Linked DNA regions of Mus musculus: region 2 is linked to region 1. The links are chromatin contacts, called in public HiChIP or PLAC-seq maps. All regions are on one chromosome and are shown on one strand. Each heading gives the region's core, a stretch centred on a gene start, on an enhancer-like site or on the middle of the called end of the contact. The rest is flanking DNA. Distances are from core to core; before and after follow the strand shown. Region 1 overlaps Gpr158 (G protein-coupled receptor 158). Region 2 overlaps Gm39767 (a long non-coding RNA gene).

Region 1 (6,862 bases), core at 2,817-5,316:
GAGGCCTGGTCTACAGAGTGAGTTCCAGGACAGCCAGGACTACACAGAGAAACCCAGTCTCAAAAAAACAAAAACAAAAACAAAAACAAAAAACAAAACAGAAAAAAGAATTGGTTATAACATTCTCTATCAAAAAATCTACAAAAAATATTTTTAAAATTTACAGCATTGCAAGTTACTGTAATACTGTCATTACAGATATTACTTTTCCAAAATAATACCAATTTCATCTAAGTACTCCATCTTTATGCCAACTTATGTTTCCTGGTTTATAAAAAGATATATAAATATTATAAAAAATTGTATACTCTGTATATTAAAATTTTAGGAGGCACCTAATGTTCATTAAAGCCCTATAACCAAGTAGTTTAAAGCAATGGTCTTAGTAATTTCATTTTCAATTTTTCTTTATTGCTATAGTAGAAATACATAAAAGGAGACTTTGAAAATGAAAATCAATTCATTTTGTATTTCTGTACAACAGAATATTTTGTGTGCTCATAGCAGCAGTAGGAAAATCAGCTGAGAATTAAAGTGATACTGAAAGCTTGGTCCAGTCCATTCTGCAGGGATTGGGTCAGTTAAGAAGAATCACCATGCATGTCATCCTCAGAGGTGGCCTCAAATCCTGTTTGCTATGTTCCTGGAGTGAGGCTGCTTCCAGACCTGGCTATCTGAACTCAGCCGTACTTCTGGGGTGTCTGCCATTGTCCCACATCAGTCTGCCATTTCCAACATCGACCCTGCTCTACGGATATCTTGTTTCAGGAGTTGAAAAGTCCCTGAAAATTACAAAGTGCAGTTTGTCCTGCTTAAGACTTGACCATGTATAAATCCCTCTGCTATTAACAGGAGGAGAATAATAAACATTAGCAAAATATAGAACCTACTTCAAGCTGTGATTGGTGTCCTGGTTTCTAACGATACATATTCATAAAGATAAAATCTTCATAGTAAAAATGTGACTCTTATTGTTTTCCAGTAAATGGCAGATTATACAGTGACCCTGGAGTTAGAATCACAAGATCAGGACAAAAGAAAACCACAGCAGATGAAAAAATCCTCCAAGCAGGAGATTTTTCTTTGTTTTCCCAAAAAGTGAACTCTTCAAGAAAAACTCCAATTCACACCAGCAGAGAAGGACCTGGAAGGGCTTCCGAAGACCTAGACATCAGGTGTGATATGCAGCTACCGCGGCTTCATGAAGAGACCAACACCACCTGGAGGAGCTCAGAGAAGCATGACTAGTTTCATGACAAATAGCCCTTGTGTAAGATACACCACCCCACCAAGAACATCCTGAGGCCAACCCAGAACCAAAAACACGTTACTTTCTTTTTCCTTAATTTCCTTAATCTATTCTTCTCTCATATATTATATCCCCATGATGTTTTTACCTCCCTCCTCCCTTGTAAACCCCCTCCCCCATTTTCTCCCCCTCCCCCTCCTGTCCCATCCACCTCTCCTCCATTTCCCTTCAGAGAAGGGCAGGCCTCTCGTGGGTATAAACCAAACATAGAATATCAAATTGCAGTTAAGATTAGGCACCTCCTCTCCTATTAAAGCTGAATGAGGCAACCCAGTAGGGGGACCATTGACCAAAAGAACACAACAAGTCAAAGACAGTCACTGCTCCCACTGTAAGGAGTCACACAGAGGACCAAGCTATACCGCTGTAACATATATGCAGAGGGACTAAGTCAGTCCCATGCATGCTCCACAGTTGTTGGTTCAGTCTCTGTGAGGCCCTATGAGCCCTGGGTAGTTGATTCTGTAAGTTATTCTGCAGTATTTATTGTAATGTCCTTGAGCCCTCCGGCTCCTACAGTCCTGCCTCCCACCCTTCCACAAGATTCCCCAAGCTCTACATGATGTGTGGCTGTGGGTCTCCACATCTGTTTTCATCAGTTGCTGGATGAAGCCTCTCAGGAGTCATTTCATTGACTTTTTTCTCCTGTTGTATTTGGTTCTATCCTAGGTCTCCAGGTTATCTAGCCTCTGAGTCCTGGCCCTCCAAGCAGTGTCAGGGCTGGAGTCCTTCTCATGGCATGTGTCTCAAGCTGGACCAGTCATAAACAAAATCCCTTTCAACTTGAGTACCTGGAAAAGCCACAGAGCTTAGAGCCAGGTTCTAATGCAAAATATACATTGTCTTTTTTTCTCTCTCTCTCTCAAAAAAAGTTTATGAGTTTAAGAGTTTTGCCTGTATGTGTGTGTGTACCACATATGTGTCTGGAACTGTCAGGGACCAGAATTGGGCCCTAATCTCTTTAGTACCTGTTACAGGAGCTGTTCTGTGTATGCTGGAAACTGAATCCAGGGGCTTTGCTCAGCAGCCAGTGTTCTAACCTCTGAGCCCTCTATTCAGCCCCTCATTTCAGCTTCTTGATATTGTTTGTCCACTAAGCTTCTTGCTACAGTATTTACAAATGAGTCATTGAATTGCCACTGGTCCTAAAGAATATGCTTTTCAAAAAGTTTCACGATGAATTGAATAAATATAATACTTCCACATATAATTCTAAAAGCCACATATTTCAACCTAATCTTTGTTCATCCAGGATATAAAACACAGTAGTTCCTTGATATAACTTATTTGAAAGTGTTGAAAGTACACAAGACTCAGAAAATTAATATTGAGGAAACAATGAAAACAAATGAGTTTTCTCAACGCAGTTGTTGGTAATAAAACTATCCAGTTAAAAGAATGAATGCTATAAAGAAACCAAAATGACACAAAGAGTATTATGAGCTAAAAATGGCCTATCTTTCTGCTTCTAGATACACTGTTGAACGCAGCACCCCCCTGAAACAAGACTGCATAGAAATGGTCACCCTTAGACCAGTAACCGCGGTGGGACACCCAGCAGGAAAAATATATTCCATGCTAGCTAAAGACTATGCAAGTGCCCAAATGTAATTGTTATGGGGATAATAACCAAACTAAGGATAATTATCAATCATCAATTCAAATTTATATTTTTGGAACTGCCAGAGTAATCCAATGAGAAGTAACCCCCCCCAGCCCCCCACTCAAAAAAATACCCAAAACCATAGGAGTAATAAATATAGAAAGAGAATTTTATCTTTTGTGAATTAAGAAAGCAAAAAGGTTCAGACACATCCTACAGTCCCACTAGGGTATGGGATTGAGCTACAGAGGGTTGGCTACATGAAGGTATACAGATGTGGAAGAGGTCTGGGAACAGGTGTGAGGAACCAAAGAGGCGAAGTAGTATCACGGTAACACGATTGAGGTGCCATAGATAGAGAGACATAGGAAATGATAGAGGTATTGGGGTACTCGGGGAGGGAGACTTAAGGGATACTGAGAAAAAGCATGAGAGTAGATAAAGGTGTATGTGACAGATAGGGGAGTGGAAGAATTTGGAAGGTTATTGGGAGTGTGGTGATCTTGGGAGTATCTGAGTGATCTATAATAGCATGGAATTGTTGGGTGTGCACATGGTGCACATACAAGGAGAATATATCCATATATGTAGATGCATATACCTGTATACCTATAGTTGCAATGACAAAAAGAAGTACTTAATGGCAAACATCCTGCGGGCTTAAGTGTTCTTGCTTTGAAACCATATATATGCACTGTGCACAACTGTCATTCAGAACTGGAAAAAGTTCAAATTAAGGATGTTGGTTGTGACTTTGTAGAAACACCCTCTTATTGAAAACAAGTTGAGCCAATTTTCCTTACAAGTTTATGGAGTCAACATTGGGACATCCCAAGTGTTTAAGATCAGCAAACTGGAACTATGTTCTTTTTCACAGCATCTTTGGACCTTAGAGACAGATTACTGAGAACATATTTAGTATGTCAGAGTATTTCTCCTCTGAAACCACAAAAGGCAAGTGACAAGGTCATTGTGTTTTTCTGGACAAAAAGAAAAAAGAAAAAAAGAAAAAAAGGGCCTGTGCAGAAGGCTGATCTCTGCTTCTTATTAACCAGAATCCCACCCAAGCAAGCAATGGGATGGTGAGAGGAAAGCACACACACTATAACCAGTCTCTCTCCAGGCTCCTGCGTATAATTTTCTCCTTGTTTTCCAAATTGCCCTGCCACACCTGCTCTACAGCCTTTTAGCAGATGGCAATGTGTCTGAATAGATCCCACAAATGTGACAATAAGCATCACCGCCCATTAAGAGACGCTTAATCTGTTTGTTCCCACTGGGACTGTTCTCTCATTCCATGACTGTTTTATATTTCCAGCCCATTTTGGAGAATAAATTCAGCCTTTAATTAAAGTCACATTTCAGACATAACCTTGCTTGTAGCCTCATCTTAAGAGTCCCTCAAACAGTTCCTCTGCAACAATTGTGTTTCCCTGCCCCCACCTCCCTTCAGTTCATTTGACAGAACTGAGATCTGCACAGACTCGTTTTTTTTTTCCTCAGAAGTATGCACATGGTCATTCGCCCACGCAAATAAAACAAGTGTGAGAGGCATCCAAGCCTTCACTTCTGTTTTCCTTGGATCTTATCCTTGTATTCTTACCTCTGAGTTGTTAAGGTGGCATTTGTGAGTTCCTGAAAACCAGCCATCACTCGAACATTGGTCAATGTCCACTTTCTGAAGGCTTATATCAACTTTCATCACACCCCTAAAATGAAAAAAAAAGAAAGAAAAGAAAAAAATAAGCTGAGCCTTTGAATTTGTAAGTGTTCTGCCCTAGTAATCAGACAAATGTAAGGAGAGCCTTAACTTATTCACCCATTCCGATTTAACTTGGGTTTGCTCGGTACAGAAACACAGGAGGACAAATGTGGCAAGTTCTGATTTTGCTCGACCTTCACTATCTCTGGCCCCTGGCATACAACAGACACTGTACATAGCTGAAGGTTGACTAAAGCAGACAATACTGGTGTGGACCTAGCAGAAACCTTGACTCTGACATAACACCCTCCAAAAAGTATCTTCTCTAAGTGAATCCCAGACAAGCTTCGACCCCTTTCCTACTACTGCTAAGTCTCATACTGTGTTGAGAGAACAGAGAGGTTAGGGTAACTGGAGGCAGGGGGTGAGAGAAGAAAAGCTTCTCTTCCTCTGATCTTCTATAAGTGGCATAAGTTCATAGAGGATAGATAGGTGGGTATTTACAGTGTGATGTAAAATATAGAATATAGGAGTTAGTAGTAGTAGCCATGATTAGGATAAAAGAACCTGCACTTGCTTTGGCCAGCTAACACGGTACATTCAAGAGCGGTTGGCAAACTGCTGCCAACAAAGCCAATGTTGCTTATGAATGTATTATTCATGGTGTTGTGGGGAGACACAAACATATCCATGTGTTTCTGACATACTCTACATGACAGATAATAAATGATAGTTAAAATAAATTCTATTACATGTGCTGATTGATTTTTTTGTTTTGTTTTGTTTTGTTTTGTTCTTTGTTTTGTTCTTTGTTTTGTCAATTGGATGCAAGCCTCGGTCATCTGAGAAGAAGGATCTGAAAAAACACTCCCATTATATAGACTCAGACTGAGTAGTAGGCAAGCCTGTGAGGCAGGTCCTTGATCAAAGATTTGATGGGAGAGGGACAAGCCCAGTGTGAATGGTACCACCGCTGGGTGGGTATGCCTGAGTTGTCCAAAAAAGCAGTGTGAAGAAAGCATGTAAGCAAGCCAGTAAGTAGTGTACCTCCATGGTCTCTGCTCCAGTTCCTACCTGCAGGTTTTGACCTTGACTTTCTTCAGTGACAGGAATGCGATCTGCCACATATGAGCAAAATTAACTCTTTCCTCCCCAGACTGTTTTTGGTCATGGTGTTTATCACAATAGAAGACAAAGAATAGGACAGGAAACATTACAAAGGAAGAAACATTACGGCGGAGGGAAACGGGTCAAGGGGATGAGAGGAAGCCAGGATAAAATTTATGACTGGAATAATTATAGCCCTTCATACCTTTCATTACCAGAATCATGAAGTTTTCCACTGGACTATTATTGGTTACTGCATTTTAGTATTCTCCCATGAATGCCTCATTATAAAGCATAAATTAACCAAAATATCCATTTTTACGTGTGTCACAATTGTTAGAAATAATGAGTTCTGATTTTCTTCAGCTGTTTGCAACACCAACGGGAGCTTAGTGCTACGACAGGACAAATGTCCCAGCTTGCTCAGCACCATTCTCACCGGTGCTACGATTCTGCTCCTTTTCCTTGAAGAAAATTGGCTTCGGAAATAAGTAGCGTACTGGTTAAGAACGTTCTCACTTAATTTCAAGTTCATACACAGACACCAAAAAGTCGGCCACAGACTTTCAATCCAGCCACAAAACACTTTGGGTTTGCGAAAAAAAAAAACACCAGAGGTAAATGAGCCGTATGGCCGCCAGATGGGAAGTCAGCGCTGACTCATCTTCATTAGGTCTCCTTGGTGCCCAGAGAACTACTGCGTCCTGGGGAAGGAGCTGCAGACTTCCGAAGAGGGAGAGGGAGTTCGGGAGGACTTGGTGAGAGGGGGAAAAGCTCTCTTTCTGAGGAACAGCAGACAGGTGGAAGGAATGCAGAGACCCAAACACAGAAAGTCCCTCATTCAGAAGCCAGTTTGCAGCCCCAGCACGCCTGTGCTTGAGTCCCTAGAGCAAGGTCTCAGGGGCGGAAATGTTCTTCTTCCACATCTGGGAAGCTCCACGGGCCACCAGAAAAAGTCTAGTGGTGACCTCCAGAGACTGGAAAACAGCAACAACTACTCCCCTAAGCCCCTTGGTGCTCTGCAGACCAGTGTGTTCCCTTACTCATAGTCTGAAAAAAAATTCCATCTGTCCTTGACAGTTCTAATATTCTGTCTCCGGGAATATCTCTATGTGTCACAGCTACCTCCAAGTGCTGTAAG
Region 2 (6,862 bases), core at 1,543-4,042, 520 kb before region 1:
GAGCTCTGTGAGTTCTGAAGATTCCTATTTGAAGTGTCTCCTGGGATAGAAGTGTATAAGCATTGTGTGCATGAGTTGATGGGCTGTGCATATGCAGCAAGCATTCTGCCTGAAGTGGCCTGACACATAGGGGTCTGCCTAAGTAAGTGCTGTAAGACCATGACTGCCTGTTCTGGGATGCTTATCCTATCCTGGGACACCAGTTGCTGACCTCTGAGCATGTGGCTGAAGATGACTCAGTGTCTGATGCAGAGAATGCAGGCAGCACATGCTAATGAGGTGGTAGTAATGGTGCTGGTCCCATAAGTCAATGAAGCAAAGGCTTCCTGACTGATGTCATGTGGTTCACTGACAGCCCTTTCTTCTCCCTTTTCTTTTCTCTTTCTTTGTTATCATTTTCTTTCACTATTTCCTTATCTCTTTCAAGAAAATTGTTAACTTTCAAAGTATTTCAGGTTTAGGTGTTGGGGTGATGGGGCAGACCTGTAATTCTAGTACTTGGAAAGCTAAGGAAGGAGGATCCTGAGTTCTAGGCCAGACTGGGTCTAGAGTGAGACTGTCACAAACAAACAAACAAACAAACAAAAATGTATTTTAGATTTAAAATATGCCAAGTACCCATGATCCTCAGAGGATCTTTACAATAAAGGGTTTTCAACAAAGTTTTCTTGGAGTTAGTCACAAGGCTAGACTGTCTGAAATGAAACTTTGCAAAGGCCTTCCTAGATTGTTCTTGGTGTATAAATGGAATTTCAGGAAATTCTATTCCCTAATGTAACCTTCCTTAAATGTATCTGTGATGTAAGAGTATCAGCCATCACAATATGTAGGCCCTGGCTTCCAATGGCATACCACCATGATGCTGCCCAATTGCTTCAATCCAGTTCATCAGAGACATAGTTATCTCACCTATTTCTAGAATGACCAGCTTTCCAGAAGTCTCTCCCTGGTGTCTGTAGGCCAGCCTGGCTGCCCAGGTTATGGCTTTCTCAGTACAGTCTTCACAGACCTTACAGAATTAAAAAGATTCAAGGATCACAGCATCTTTGTAAAACCCTAGTCCATGTGTCTGCATGACTCTTTTTAGAATCTATCTGCAATAGATAAATGGTACTGGTTTGGTCAGCAACTCAGTCACTGAGATAAGTAATTGCTGTAGATATAGAGAAAGCTGTACTGGAAATGTGAATGATTTGTATTCAGTAGTGATTATAACTAGTTTACCAAGCATTTTCTTTTCACTATGTTCAAAACCTTTACAAGTAAAGCCAGACCCCAGTGTCTATGTGCTCTGCATCTATGAATCTACTCAAATATTAAACAAAATTTAAATAAAATTGCATTTCTAGTTTGTATGTGCAGATTTCTTATCACTATTCCCTAAACAATATTGTAGTGTATCTACTTATGTGGCATTTCCATTATATTGACTATTATAAGCAGTTGTGGAGGTGATTTAAAGCCTGTGTGTAAATGTTCACATCTTATATTCAAATACAATGCCATCTATGTAAGGTACTTGGGCACCCATGCATTTGCATATCATAGGAGGATCATGGGAGAATCTCTCACAGATAACGAGGGACACTGTATCAACTTACATGATGAGGAAACTGAAACTTGAGGGTTGGTGACCTGCCTCCTGCTTCTTAGAGATGTGAGTGATAAGCCTGGAATTAAGTACACAACCAGAGAGATCCTAAGAACACATACTCCCAACAGTCCAAAACATGGAAACCCACACAAATGACTCTATTAGATACCTATTTCTGTTTAACTGAGACTCCCGGAATGTGCTGGCTTGAGATGACAATTTATTTTCTGTGGATTGAGGTTCCAGCTGTAGCTCAGCCGGAGCCTCTGGCTTTTGTTCCCTCATTAGAGAGAAGTGAAGCCACCAGCAGAAAAACTGGGTCATCCTGAGGCAAAACTGGGATCAGAGCCTCTCTTCAATTCTTGTCATGTGGGTACTATCATAGCTGCCTGACTGTCCTCATGGAGTGGCAGTCAGGGATTCTAGTGACAGGGTATTGGGAGACACAAAATTTAAAACCCACTTTTTAGTTGCACCTCATTGTAAAAGTGGCATCCCATCATTGTTGCTGTATTTTTGTCTTCTGAAGCAAACTGGTGAGGCCAGGCTGTGTTGAAGGAAGAGGGGGATTCACTGAGAGTGCCGAAGAGGCTGCCTGTCTCAGAACGTTTGGAAATTGGAAAAATCAAAATGTGCAACAGAGGTAAGCTTCAAGTCTAAATTGTCAGAGCCATTTCCCCCACATTTACCTGTGGAAATGCTTGTTTTGTTTCATGAATGAAAATAAGCTTAAGTTTACACCTTTATTAAAACCTAGAGAAAGAACTGCCTTTGCTCGGGTGTCTTTAAATGCCCCTACTGTGTTGGGGAATTGCTCCACTAGTTGTGACAAGGACCCCTTCTTCCTGAAGATGAAGCAATAACAAAGGGCATTGCTCTCTCTCTCTAGTCTCTCCCAAGCGGTCCATCTTTCTGGCAGCTGCTGCCCCTTACAGTTCAGCAGCCCCTCACGCCCCTGCCATTTTCCACAGTGCAACACTGAAGCTAGGTCAGGCTGCTCTTTCATTAAAATTCCCCACAAATACAGCACTGTCGATTCCAAAACGGTTTTCCAGGCCTGGTCAGTCAGTAAGAAAGCCCGAAGAGCCTTGGAGGTTGCCATGGCAACCGCCAACCCAGAAAGGCAAGGAGGACAAGCAGGCTAAATTGGCTGCCTGGGGAAGCGGGCGGGGGTGTCCAGTTTTGGAGCCAGGAGCCAGACTGGGATGCTTCCTGCATACAGAATAGCCTGGAGGAACAGGGAAGTGGGTGTCTTTGAAAGCAGGTCAGAGGGGGAAGCCAGAAGGGACCAGTGTCTGCAGCTAGTCCATGCGTTCCCAGGGTATTAGAATCAGGGCTGGCTCTCTGTGCTCCAACCTCCGCCACCCCACCTCAACCGCCATATCTTCGGCATGTGCCATTCATGTAACACCTCATATAAGCAATTCCTCCCAACAAGGACACGAAACAGGAGATGGTGTAAGTGGCATGCACTCCGCTTTCCTCTGAGAAGAGAAGAGCGGTGTTTTCTAGAGTCCACTGCTCCACTGTCTTGCGCTTTCTCTCTTTGCCGCTCCCTCCACTCTTCCATCCCTCACCCTCCCACCCCTCCTCACCCCCTGCCTTTGCTCTTTCTCCATTTAATGTAATCTAAATAATTTTTCTTTCTTAAAAGATGTCTGCTGCCACCTGCTGGAAAATCTTATTCTTTGCAGATAAAATTGCAAACAACTGAGCTGAGAAAACAAGATACTGTAGAAAGTACCTACAGCATTTTGCTCCAACTCATTAGCTACTAAATACAAGGTTATTTGTTGTGTTCTGTTTCCACTCCTAGGCCCTCAGTGTTTTGGTGATGTCTTCAGACCTCCTGGAGATAGAGAGATCCTAAAATCCATGCGTCGGGTCGGTGGGCGGGTGGGGGGGGGGGGAAGATGCAGATGCCTCCTTGTCTTTCAGAATCTCCCAAATTGACTGAACATTACTCTTGCGTCCTCACGTTCTAACAGCCTCTCCCCCATCTCCTTCATCCACATTTTGTTCTGTCAAGGAAGGTCATTACAACCCACATTTATTTTATAAAGAATGCCAATTTGTTTCGCCTCTTGTTGGAATAGAGTCTTTTTACAGTCACTTAAAAATAGAAATCCAATATTATAATTTTGATATGCCAACTTCACAACCTAATCACTACATTTAGAACTAAAAGTTCCTCCAACTGTCACCTAAGGAAAAGGTCACCATACAAAGTGGCAAATTTCAAAAGAAAAATAGCCCACTACCGAACAGTTTTTATGTGCATACAAACCTCAGGTCATGTATTGTACACGACACCAAACTCCGATAGCTTTGAATGGTTTATTTCACATGAATTTCCTTCGCCTAATAAAACAGGTATTCCTTGCTAGCTGAGGGGGGTAGAGGGGGGTGGGAATTGGGGGAGTAAGAATGAGGGGGTAGAGGGGAAGGACAGCTTTTAACGCTGCAGCATGATGATTTAGATTTAGCCTTGTTCACCCACAATCTTTGCTCCAAGAACTATCTGGGTGCTTGCTGAGATCCATGACAGAGCCATGTTATCCTAGAACATGGTCTAGTTCAGTACTACGGTGAGAACAGTCCAAGAAATCCACAGATCCAGGGAGGATGAGGAAGTTCAAGATGAGATTTTTTTTTGTGTGAGTATTGGATGCTGCAAGAATTCCAGATTTTTTTTTTTCTCTTGCTTGGATCTGTTCCTTTGGATTCGATCAGTTGGTTGCTCACCAATAACTGGGACTCCTTAGAGACGCCTATGGTAGAGTACCAAGTGTCCTTCAAATCCAGCCCCCAGCAATATTTCCCAGAGGTGAAGCTTTGTGACCTTCAGGAAGTGTCAGGTATCATTTTAAAATGTGGGCCATCAGATGAGGGTTGCCCCTGCTGCCAACCTGAGGTTGGCACCAGCTAGAACCTTGGGTCATTCCATGCTACTGTTTTTTTGTTTGCTTGTTTGTTTGTTTTGAAGGTCTGTGGTTGGGACTCAGATTGGTTTTCTAATCCCTTCCCATGATGATCTGAAAAGTAGTCTCAATGGGAGGAAGCCTCCACATATATCAAGCCAGTCCATATCTCTGAGATTGCTTCTTCATACTAATGAAGGGATTTGTTTCCACCAGTGTCTCCATGCTGTTTGACTTACTTCACTATTGCATGGCAAACCACATGCTACCTCGGTGGCATGAGTCAGTAACAATACACAGTGTCTCACCAGTAGCTCTTCCTTTCCCGTGATTGGCTGGAGTTATGGAATGTCTAGGAGGTTCAAAATGACCTAACTGAGTGAGAGACCTGCTGGCTGCTGGCTGGGAGCTTAGCTGGGCTGGGTTGACAGGGTCTACCACTCCATTCAGGGAGACATTGTCATGCCTCTGTAGGGCTTCCTCTCAACAGGGAAGAAGGGAATGAAAAGAAAATGGCAGGATCAGGTAGCTACTACACATGTGCATTTATCCCAAGTCCTTTGTGTTTTCCTCAGGTCTACATGATGAGAACTGAAACATTAAAGCTGGATTAACTGAACACAACTTTTTTGATTGTAGTGGGTGGAGATGATAGAGCCCTGAGATTTAAATAATCTAGGTGATATTTCAAATCAGGACACCTTGTTTATTTACTTGTTTATTTCTGAATGCTATATACTGTCAGAGATGTGAAAGATCCACAATGTGAGGACTTCCCCATGTTCTGACTCAGGAGAGGCGACACCCCAAATCACTCACGAGAAATGGTCTTGATGCAAATTGCAAGAGGTTTATTCAGGAAAGATCAGTACACTGGGGACGACTCGTATCCCGCAAAGGGGTAGAGGAGTCGACCACGAACCCAAGGGGTCAGGAAAACAAAGGACGAGACACACAGACAAACAAGACCAGTGCACTGGGGATGACTTGTATCCCACGCAGGGGTAGAGGAGTCCACAATAAGCTCAAGGGGTAAGAGGCTTATATAGACACACAAACCACAAACACCCGGCATTGGGCAATAAAGGCAAAACTGCAAACACCTGGCAAAAAACACAAACACCTGACATCCTGGAACAATGGTGCTATTTTGGACACAGGTCTAGGGGCTTAAATAATCTTTTACTCTCTGTCAGGATCTTTTAGATGAAGCACATGAAACAACTGAGTCCATGACTCAGGAAGAAGCAAAGCCTTCTCTGGCATTGCTCCAATGGGAGTTCAAGTCTTATGGGAGTACGACTTCGGTGAATAGATTTGAAAATCTTATTTTGTTCCTGTGTAGTATTTGGCCCTTGATCTAAGCCTCTCAGTTCTCTGAAATTATGTCTGCTGCTGAACACATCATAGCTGGTGTTGTAGTATATAGCCCTGACACACACAAGCAGAGGGTTTTCATTAACTCTGTCCTTGCTTAGCCTAGTCTTGGTAATTGTTTTCTTCATGATCTATCAAAGGCAAAGCTGAAGAATTTAGAATCTGTACGTGTCTTCTTAGAGAAGGGGAGGATAAATCAAACGTTTTGGCTTCTTCAGTTCAGTGACTATCATCCTACATAATTCATGAAATACAGTAAGGGAGTAAGAAAGTCCCATAGAGCCTTTGTTGATTGGGCATTTCTCATGCCTCACCTCCCACCGCAGTTTATACAGTATAGGCTATAAGTTCACAGGATGAGATATCAGCTTGCTTTGTGTCACTATAACAAAATACCTGAGAGAATTAAGTTATAGAGAAAAGGTTTATTGTGGATCTTGGTTTTGGAAGCTTAGTCTAAGATCAAGTGTTGACACTGTTTTGAGTCTCTGACTGAAGAGGCACATCACAACAGGGCAAGGGGCTTGTCATGTGAACCAGGGAAAAAAGGGCAACTCAGGATTTCATGCAATGCTTGCTGAGGGCATCCCACCAATGTTTTTTAGAACTGCTAGTAAATTCTGCCTCCTAAGACTGCCACCTTCCAATTGCACCATGCTGTGAACAAAGCTTTTCACACATAGACTTACGGGAAAACCATACGAAGACCCTAGCAAGTGGCATTAAGCCCCATCTACCCTATTCTATTGCCTCTTGGGATGAAGAACAAGTATACAAATATGCAAAGAACAAAAGGCTGAACTACATGTAGATAAGATCACCATAATTTAAATTTGACAAAACAATGGACATAGGTGGGCTTGCCTAAATTTAAAGCCCAGGACATTTGTAAGAAAGACAATATCCTTTGGAACATTGGGGAGTAAACCTGTGTGGCTGAGGACCAGCCTTGGGGGAGGGGAAAGTCTCA

What was found. HiChIP or PLAC-seq counts read pairs in DNA pulled down with a chosen protein or histone mark.
Region 2: an H3K27ac HiChIP or PLAC-seq map of VIP interneurons shows a contact between it and region 1, with 9 times the contacts expected there. The contact joins two enhancer-like sites. A contact is called at or near these places in 3 of 484 Hi-C or Micro-C datasets (olfactory sensory neurons and uterus) and 7 of 115 datasets of contacts at active chromatin or transcription factors (VIP interneurons, astrocytes, bone marrow-derived dendritic cells and 2 more).

What each region holds. Positions count from the first base shown.
Region 1 is chr2:21,397,080-21,403,941 of GRCm38.p6, reverse strand. Gpr158 (G protein-coupled receptor 158) reads right to left here. Exons shown (of 11, transcript NM_001004761.1): 2 at 4,516-4,621. Among named protein-coding and RNA genes, the nearest start is that of Gpr158, 33 kb to the right of the region's middle. Within about 2 kb of position 4,066, at least 7 of the 459 cell types and tissues checked have an H3K27ac peak or open chromatin away from gene starts, as enhancers often do. A contact at or near this core is called in VIP interneurons, where this site is marked.
Region 2 is chr2:21,914,336-21,921,197 of GRCm38.p6, reverse strand. Gm39767 (a long non-coding RNA gene) reads left to right here. Exons shown (of 6, transcript XR_866004.1): 4 at 2,124-2,237. Among named protein-coding and RNA genes, the nearest start is that of Gm39767, 46 kb to the left of the region's middle. Within about 2 kb of position 2,792, at least 113 of the 459 cell types and tissues checked have an H3K27ac peak or open chromatin away from gene starts, as enhancers often do. A contact at or near this core is called in VIP interneurons, where this site is marked.